2 separate regions of the Mus musculus genome follow, and region 1 is linked to region 2. A link is a contact called in public targeted proximity ligation data. All regions are on one chromosome and are shown on one strand. The core of a region is the stretch at or near the end of the contact, and the rest is flanking DNA. Distances in the headings are between cores, read along the strand shown. Region 1 holds the start of Slc3a2 (solute carrier family 3 (activators of dibasic and neutral amino acid transport), member 2). Region 2 has its middle 75 kb from the start of Slc22a8.

The links.
Region 1: a targeted proximity ligation map of effector CD8 T cells shows a contact between it and region 2, with 22 read pairs. A contact is called at or near these places in 1 of 39 promoter capture datasets (the C10 cell line) and 4 of 130 datasets of targeted methods (the 230-238 cell line, effector CD8 T cells, large pre-B cells and 1 more).

What each region holds. Positions count from the first base shown.
Region 1 is chr19:8,711,840-8,716,118 of GRCm38.p6, reverse strand. It overlaps Slc3a2 (solute carrier family 3 (activators of dibasic and neutral amino acid transport), member 2), which reads left to right and starts at 2,222. Exons shown (of 9, transcript NM_008577.4): 1 at 2,222-2,777; 2 at 3,216-3,389; 3 at 4,191-4,279. The coding sequence starts at 2,372.
Region 2 is chr19:8,515,714-8,519,842 of GRCm38.p6, reverse strand. No RefSeq gene overlaps it. Among named protein-coding and RNA genes, the nearest start is that of Slc22a8, 75 kb to the left of the region's middle.

The DNA of each region.
Region 1 (4,279 bases), core at 973-3,472, 200 kb before region 2:
TGTGTTACCTTAAATTTTACTTACTTTGTGGAGGGCAGTGCGCATGTGTGGAGGGCAGTGCGCATGTGTGGAGGGCAGAAGACAGCTCCTGGGAATCAGTTCTCCTTTCACTGATCTTCACTGATCACTGAGGAGTGAGCTCAGGTTTGCTGGCTAGGCACCTTCACCAGAGGAACATCTTTTTTCTCTTTTTGGTCTTTTTTTTTTTAAAGATTTATTTATTCATTATATGTAAGTACACTGTAGCTGTCTTCAGACGCTCTCGTTAATGGATGGTTGTGAGCCACCATGTGGTTGCTGGGATTTGAACTCCGGACCTTCAGAAGAGCAGTAGGGTGCTCTTACCCACTGAGCCATCTCACCAGCCCTTTGGTTTGGTTTTTTGAGACAGGGTTTCTCTGTGTAGCCATGGCTGTCCTGGAACTCACTCTGTAGACCAGGCTGGCCTCGAACTCAGAGATCCACCTGCCTCTGCCTCCCGAGTGCTGGGATCAAAGGTGTGCGCCACCACGCCCGGCTCCAGATGAACATCTGGTTGGTTTGATCCATCTTGTTTTCAGTTTGGTTGATTGAAACACCATGTTTCTAATGAGCATTTCATCAAACCCTTTCAAGGAGTGCTTCTGCTTCACAGTCCACAAACCTTGAGCTTTCACGCTGTGTATAAACTCTGCATTGGACTTTTCTTATCTGTCATGCCCAGGGCAAGGTAGGACTCTTATCAACTATGAACACTAGCATGACCCTTAGCCTCTTCCCTCTTCCTAGGAGCTGGTGTATAGACTTTTCTCTAGTGAGGCCGGGGAGGACTTTGGGAATTCAAAAGGACAGTGGCAGGTGATGAGACTTTTCATATCCCTTCCTCTCTACTGTTCTGGCCTTGGCTTCTGCTTTCTTCCAAATACATAGCAATCTTGGCTGCCGGCCTACGTGGGGAGAGGGAGAAAGGACCTGTTGTTTCCTTCCGATTCTCTCTGAAAATAACCTAATTGGAACACAAAGTTCCTGAAATTGTTGGCACCTCCTAGAGTTGATGTTCACTTTTCACTTGTCCCTGCTGCTAACCCAGTCTGCCCCATTTACCCTTCCTCTTGCCAAGGACCTCTGCCGGGGGAATTTGAGAAACTTTCAAAGTGTGAGGGAACTAAGCTGGTTCCAGGGCCTAGCATAGTCAACTGATGTAGCCCGGCACACTAGAGGGTTTGAGAGTTATTGCAAGGTGGTTAAGAGTTAGAACAGGGGCTGGAGAGATGGCTCAGCAGTTAAGAGCACTCACTGCTCTTTCAAAGGTCCCGAGTTCAATTCCCAGGAACCACATGGTGGCTCACAACCATCTGTAACGAGTTCTGACGCCCTCTTCTGGTACATCTGAAGACAGCTACAGTGTAGTCACATATAATAAGTGAGTAAATAGTTCTTCTGGTGCATCTGAAGACAGCTACAGTGTAGTCACATATAATAAGTGAGTAAATAGTTAAAAAATAGTAAATAGTTAAAAAAAAAAGAAAAAAAGAGTTAGAACAGCTTGTATATTAAAAGGGTAGGTGCCTCAATACCTTCGGAATGTTTATTACAGCCCCATTAATCTCTTCTGGATGCCTGATTCCCAGTAATCCAACATTCTTGCTAGTAACTAGGGTAAGATAATAAGGGTAGTGACCACTTCAATTCTGCAGTTGAATTTTAAAATCAAGAAGAACGGATTAGAGTTGATCCTATGCAGTTGATGAAGCAAAGGATTGGAGTGGGTGCCCAGTAAATAGTTGCTGCCTGAGGAATTAAATTCAAGGAGTCTTGAAAGGTGAGTACGTGTAAGCCCCGAGGAGAATCCAGGAACTCAGCTAAGTCCGGAGTATGAGAAGATGTACGTAAAGCAGAAGTGAGATGTAGTGCCAAGGTCTGTGTGAAGTTGGGGAGATCAGCCTGAGCCGTGCTTGGGGCGAAGGGATCACGATGTGGATGGAGACTGGTGTCATCTTGTGGAGAGAAAAGAGGCCTCGCAGGGTAAGGGGCCGGAAGGTCGGAGGAGGGGCTTTGAAACCTGGTCAAGACAAATTCACGTTTGTTATTCTAAGGGTTTCTGACCACAAGCTCCCCTTCCCAGACTCTTGCAGGAATAAGCGTTAGGGATAGACGGGAGTATTCAGCGAGGCTGGAGGTGCGAAAAGACTTCTCTGCATCTCTTTAAGAGGCGGACCGGGGCGGAGTCCTGGGTCACTTCCCCGCCGCCACACCCGCCCAGCGGCAGAAGCAGTTAGGAAGCTCTGCTAGCCTCACGGCCACGGGACGCCTCTCTGAACGGGGATCCAGGCAGGATTAGAGCTGCCTCACTGACTACAGGCCGTGTCGTGTCACCGTTTCTGCAGGCACCATGAGCCAGGACACCGAAGTGGACATGAAAGATGTGGAGCTGAACGAGCTAGAACCGGAGAAGCAGCCCATGAATGCAGCGGACGGGGCGGCGGCCGGGGAGAAGAACGGTCTGGTGAAGATCAAGGTGGCGGAGGACGAGACGGAGGCCGGGGTCAAGTTCACCGGCTTATCCAAGGAGGAGCTACTGAAGGTAGCGGGCAGCCCTGGCTGGGTGCGCACCCGCTGGGCGCTGCTGCTGCTCTTCTGGCTCGGTTGGCTGGGCATGCTGGCGGGCGCCGTGGTTATCATCGTTCGGGCGCCGCGCTGCCGTGAGCTGCCTGTACAGAGGTGGTGGCACAAGGGCGCCCTCTACCGCATCGGCGACCTTCAGGCCTTTGTAGGCCGGGATGCGGGAGGCATAGCTGGTGAGTAGGGTGTGCACCCTCATCCCTTGCCCCCATGAATCCCTCGTTTAATCGGGCATTCTGCTGCTTTTTTCCTTCCTCCTCGTCTTCTCTAGAACGCTGGTGATTCTTTACTGCAACCTATTTTTTTTGGGACGACTCCCTGGCAAAAATCCCCCCCCCTTTCTTTAAAAAAAAAAAAAAAAAAACGCTAGCCGGACCCCTACTTCTTCCTAAGGGTGCCTGACTCAGCACATCATCTTTCTCCTCTCCCCTCCCCCAACCACGCGGCCCTGAGCCAGTTCAAACCAGTTTCTGAAGTAATGTGTGAGACTCCTTGCGTCAGCTACTTTGTCTCATGATCCAACCCGCGTCAGAGGGAGTCGGGAAGTGGTGGAGAGAATGTGGAGGCTGGAGGCTTTTCATGCCCTATTGGTTAACCCAACCCTCTCCTCCTAGGTCTGAAGAGCCATCTGGAGTACTTGAGCACCCTGAAGGTGAAGGGCCTGGTGTTAGGCCCAATTCACAAGAACCAGAAGGATGAAATCAATGAAACCGACCTGAAACAGATTAATCCCACTTTGGGCTCCCAGGAAGATTTTAAAGACCTTCTACAAAGTGCCAAGAAAAAGAGTAGGTCTTTCTAAGGAACTAGAAAGGGTTTGGCATTCTGGCCCAGAAACAGGATAGAGTTTTTGTCTGATTTTTCTCCTAACTGGCTCAGTTTTTTTGTGTCAGGCACAAGGGGGAATATGTTATGATTTACACTAAAAAATGTGCTTCATGCGTGAGCGTAATTTTTATGTATTTATTTTGGTTTTGGTTCTCAGGTAGGGTCTCACCATGTAATTGGTTGGCCTGTACCTGACTACCATGACCAGGCCGGATGAGAGTTTACAGAGCTCCCCTGGTCCCGAGTGCTAGACTTAAGTGTGTCACCATGGCTCGATAAAATAAATGGCTTTTAAATGTATAAAGTAGATCCTATATATAGAAGAGATTCAAATGCTGCTTTAGAGTTCACTATAGAGGGCTGACAACGTAGCTCAGTTTGTAAGAGTGCTTGTCTAGGATCCATGAAGACCTGAGTTTGATTCCTCAGCACAACACAAGCAGCATGTGCCTATAACCCCACACTTGGGAAGGAGATGTAGGGGCTTATTTATCCTCAGGCAGCCCGCCCACATACACAGAACCCTGACTTCATGGGAGGGGAAAATAAGAAAGAAACCAAAACCTCAGTATGGAAACTTGTGTGTGTGTGTGTGTGTGGGCGGAGGAGGAACTGCTCTAGTATAAAACCACCTGAGGGCTTTTGTGGGTTTCCTTCAGATTCTGTGCAAACCGTATGTAGGTTCACCTAGTAACCTGTGTTCAAGTTCCTTGTTTCCTCTTCTTCCCCAAAGGAGTTCTCTCAACTCGTTATTTTTCTAGGCATTCACATCATTTTGGACCTCACTCCCAACTACCAGGGCCAGAATGCGTGGTTCCTCCCTGCTCAGGCTGACATTGTAGCCACCAAA
Region 2 (4,129 bases), core at 108-2,607:
AGTTCTTGTTTCCACTTGGTTGATTCCGTCCCTGAGTTTTATTATTTCCTGCTGTCTACTCCTCTTGGGTGAATTTGTTTCCTTCTGTTCTAGAGCTTTTAGGTGTGTTGTCAAGCTGCTAATGTGTGCTCTCTGTAGTTTCTTTCTGGAGGCACTCAGAGGTATGAGCTTTTCTCTTAGAAATGCTTTCATTGTGTCCCATAAGTTTGGGTATGTTGTGGCTTCATTTTCATTAAACTCCAAAAAGTCCTTAATTTCTTTCTTTATTCCTTCCTTGACCAAGGTATCATTGAGAAGAGTATTGTTCAGTTTCCACGTGAATGTTGGCTTTCTATTATTTATTTTGTTATTGAAGATTAGCCTTAGTCCATGGTGATCTGATAGGATGCATGGAACAATTTCAATATTTTTGTATATGTTGAGGCTTGTTTTGTGACCAATTATGTGGTCAGTTTTGGAGAAGGTACCATGAGGTGCTGAGAGGAAGGTATATCCTTTTGTTTTAGGAAAAATTTTCTGTAGATATCTCTTAGATCCATTTGTTTAATAACTTCTGTTAGTTTCACTGTGTCTCTGTTTAGTTTCTGTTTCCATGATCTGCCCATTGGTGAAAGTGGTGTGTTGAAGTCTTGTGAGGATCCGCCCTTGCAATCGCCATTACAAGATGGTGCTGATATCCAGTGTTCTAACTGGTAAACAAGTAGTCTGCGCATGTGCTGTGGTATTTTTCCATTCCTTGTGCCCTGCCTGTCCCGTGGTGTCATCTGGGCTAATGGTGAGCAACCAGTCAGGGTGAAATTCATCTCCAACCGCTCTTGTGGTCTATTTAAGGACCGAGTTTCCTGTGTTCTGGTTCTCCTCCCCAGAAGCTGATTATCTTTTTCTCGAGATGCATTAAAGTTTTGCTGCAGAAGGATCTGAGTGTGTCCTGTGTGTGTGTCCTTGCTGACGAGACTCCTTATCACACAGGGACATCTGGTGCTGAAATCCCAGGAATTCTACAACATTGCCAGCACTGAGGAGAACCCCCCCCCCCCCCCCCGTCGCCCCCGGAGATGGGGCGGATCCAGAACTGCAGTGGAAGGTAAGTTCGGAGAGATATGTCTGACCATGAGCCTGTTGTTCCCTTTGACTTTGGTCTCAATCTAGAAGCACCGTGGGACAGGTTGGTAGAAGCTTTGGTTTTTGTAATCCTGGCGTTTGTTTTCTTTCTCCTGGTGTCTTATTGTGTTTATCGTAGTTAGTGTTAACCTTGAGTTGTGGTCAGTCCTACGTAAACAAGTGGCAGCACTGTCAAGCTCAGTCAGTCCCTCGTAGATAAGAGAGCGGAGTGTGGCACTTTACTTTCACTTCTGCTCCGGGAGCAGACTTCTGCTTTGAGAGCAGACTGCTGCTTCAGGGACGGACTTCTGCTTTTGAAGTGGAGCATGGCACTTTACTTTCACTTTCTGCTTCAGTGTGCCTTAAGTCGGATGTAGATATACCGCAGGCACAATGGGGTCATCACAGTCAGTAGTGGACGCATTGCAAATTGTCCTTAAGCAGAGAGACCTCAAGATTTCCATACGCACTGTACAAAATTTTGTCAAAGAGACTGATTGTGTTGCCCCATGGTATGCTTGTTCAGGTTCCCTGACCACAGCCTCGTGGAATAAACTAGGAAGAGACCTAGATAGAAAATTTGAGGAAGGAGACTTACGCCTAGGCACTAAGGCAATTTGGAAATTAGTAAAGAACTGCTTAGAAGATGAGACCTGCCAACCTGCAGTGGTTGAGGTACAAGAGACGTTAGAGGAGGTTCAGGACAGCATGTCAGAAACCGAACGGAGCGAGAGATTAGGAGCTCGTAAAAAGAAAAAAGACATGTCTAAGGAAAAAGGACCTCCTTGGAAGTTAGAAAAGGGGGGAGTGAAAAAAGGGGAAGGTGAAAACACGCCCCCTACAGGTAAACTTAGTAATATCTATTCCACTTGAGAGCTAGAAGCCCTAGAACTTGATAGCTCAGATTCTGATGATTTAGACCCTAGTGAAGAGGCAGAATTAGAAGAGGAAGCAGCAAGATATGAAGAGGAAAGGTATGGCCCTGATCAAAGAGCACAGCAAAAAGTTAATAAAAGGGGGGGCATACAGCTGTCACCCAAGCCCTCAGCGCCTCCACCATATGAATCAAGATATGGTGCTAGTTCCTTTCTGCCTCAGGAGGAACTAAAAAAGATTCAGATGGCTTTTCCAGTTTTCAGTGCTGGAGATGGTGCAGGACGCATACATGCTCCTGTAAAATATCAACAAATTAAGGAACTTGCCGAATCTGTCTGTAATTATGGAGTCAATGCCAACTTCACCTTAGTATAGGTCGAGAGATTTGCCAATGTAGCAATGACTCTGGCAGACTGGCAAATGACAGTTAAGGCCACTCTACCTAATATGGGACAATACATGGAATGGAAAGCATTGTGGTACGATGCTGCCCAGAATCAGGCAAGAATTAATGCTGTGGCAGAAGATGATAATCAGAGGCAATGGACTTTTGAATTATTAACAGGCCAAGGACAGTATGCTGCCAATCAGACTAATTATCATTGGGGAGCATATGCTCAAATATCAGCGGCTGCCATTAAGGCTTGGAAAGCTCTTACAAGAAAGGGAGAAGCTGGAGGCTACCTTACAAAGATTATCCAGGGCCCCCAGGAGCCGTTCTCAGACTTTGTATTGAGAATGACAGAGGCCGCAGGAAGGGTTTTTGGAGACCCTGAACAGGCCATGCCGTTAATTGAACAGCTCATTTATGAGCAGGCCACACAGGAATGCAGGACTGCAATCACGCCAAGAAAAAACAAGGGATTGCAAGATTGGCTTAGGGTATGTAGAGAACTAGGAGGTCCACTTACTAATGCAGGGCTGGCTGCAGCCATATTACAATCACAAAAGTGCCCCTCTACCAGCAAACAAAGAGCTTGTTTTAACTGTGGAAAGATAGGCCACCTAAAGAAAAACTGCCCCCTCCCAGAGCGGGCCCGGGTGGCTACTCTTTGCTCTCGTTGTGGAAAGGGTTATCACAAAGCTAGTGAATGCCGCTCAATTCGTGATATGAAGGGGAGGCTCCTGCCCCCAATCAGTGAATCTGACAACCGCCTACCAAAAAAATGGGGTTGTGGGCCCCCGATCCCAGGGCCCTCACAAATATGGGAATTGGTTTATCAAAAGCCAGAGCAACTTAGAGAAAATGAACCCTGAGGAATCGCATCAGTGGAACTGCGTTCCACCACCGACTTCCTACTCATGCCACAAATGAATGTTCAGCCTATTCCAGTTGAGGCCCGGGAACCCTTACCTTCAGGAACAGTGGGCCTGATAATAGGGCGAGGATCGCTGACTATGCAAGGACTTATAGTTTATCCTGGAACAGTAGATCATCACCATTTACAAGAAATCCAGGTCCTTTGCTCCTGCCCTCAAGGAATTTTCTCCATTACATCGGGAGATAGAATTGCACAAATGATCCTATTGCCCACAGGGAGAGAGGAAAGAACAGAAACACATGGAAGCAATCATATAGGCTCTTCTGGCCAAGATGCAGCATATCTAATTATGCCACTAAATAATAGACCCACGCTGCATTTAACAATCAATGGTAAAGACTTTCAGGGAATTATGGATACAGGGGCCGATAAGAGCATCATCTCCTCACATTGGTGGCCTCGGGCCTGGCCTGTAGATAAATCTTCCCACTCGCTACAGGGCCTGGGATATCAATCATGTCCTACAATCAGTTCTACACAATTGGAGTGGCAGACTCTGGAGGGACAGGGAGGCTTATTTACCCCTTATGTCCTTCCATTACCAGTCAATCTTTGGGGAAGAGATGTTCTCTCAGAAATGGGCCTGACCTTAACAAATGAGTATTCTACACAAGCTGTTAAAATCATGAGTAAAATGGGTTACAAAAAAGGAAAGGGATTAGGGAAAGGAGAGCAGGGTAGACTTGAACCTATCCCTCAAGAAGGTAATAAGGGAGACAAGGTTTGGGTTTTTTCTAAGGGCTGTTGGGGGCTCTATGCCCATACCATGGCTTACAGAGGAAGTTGTATGGGTTCCTCAATGGCCTCTCTCCTCTGAAAAATTAGAAGCA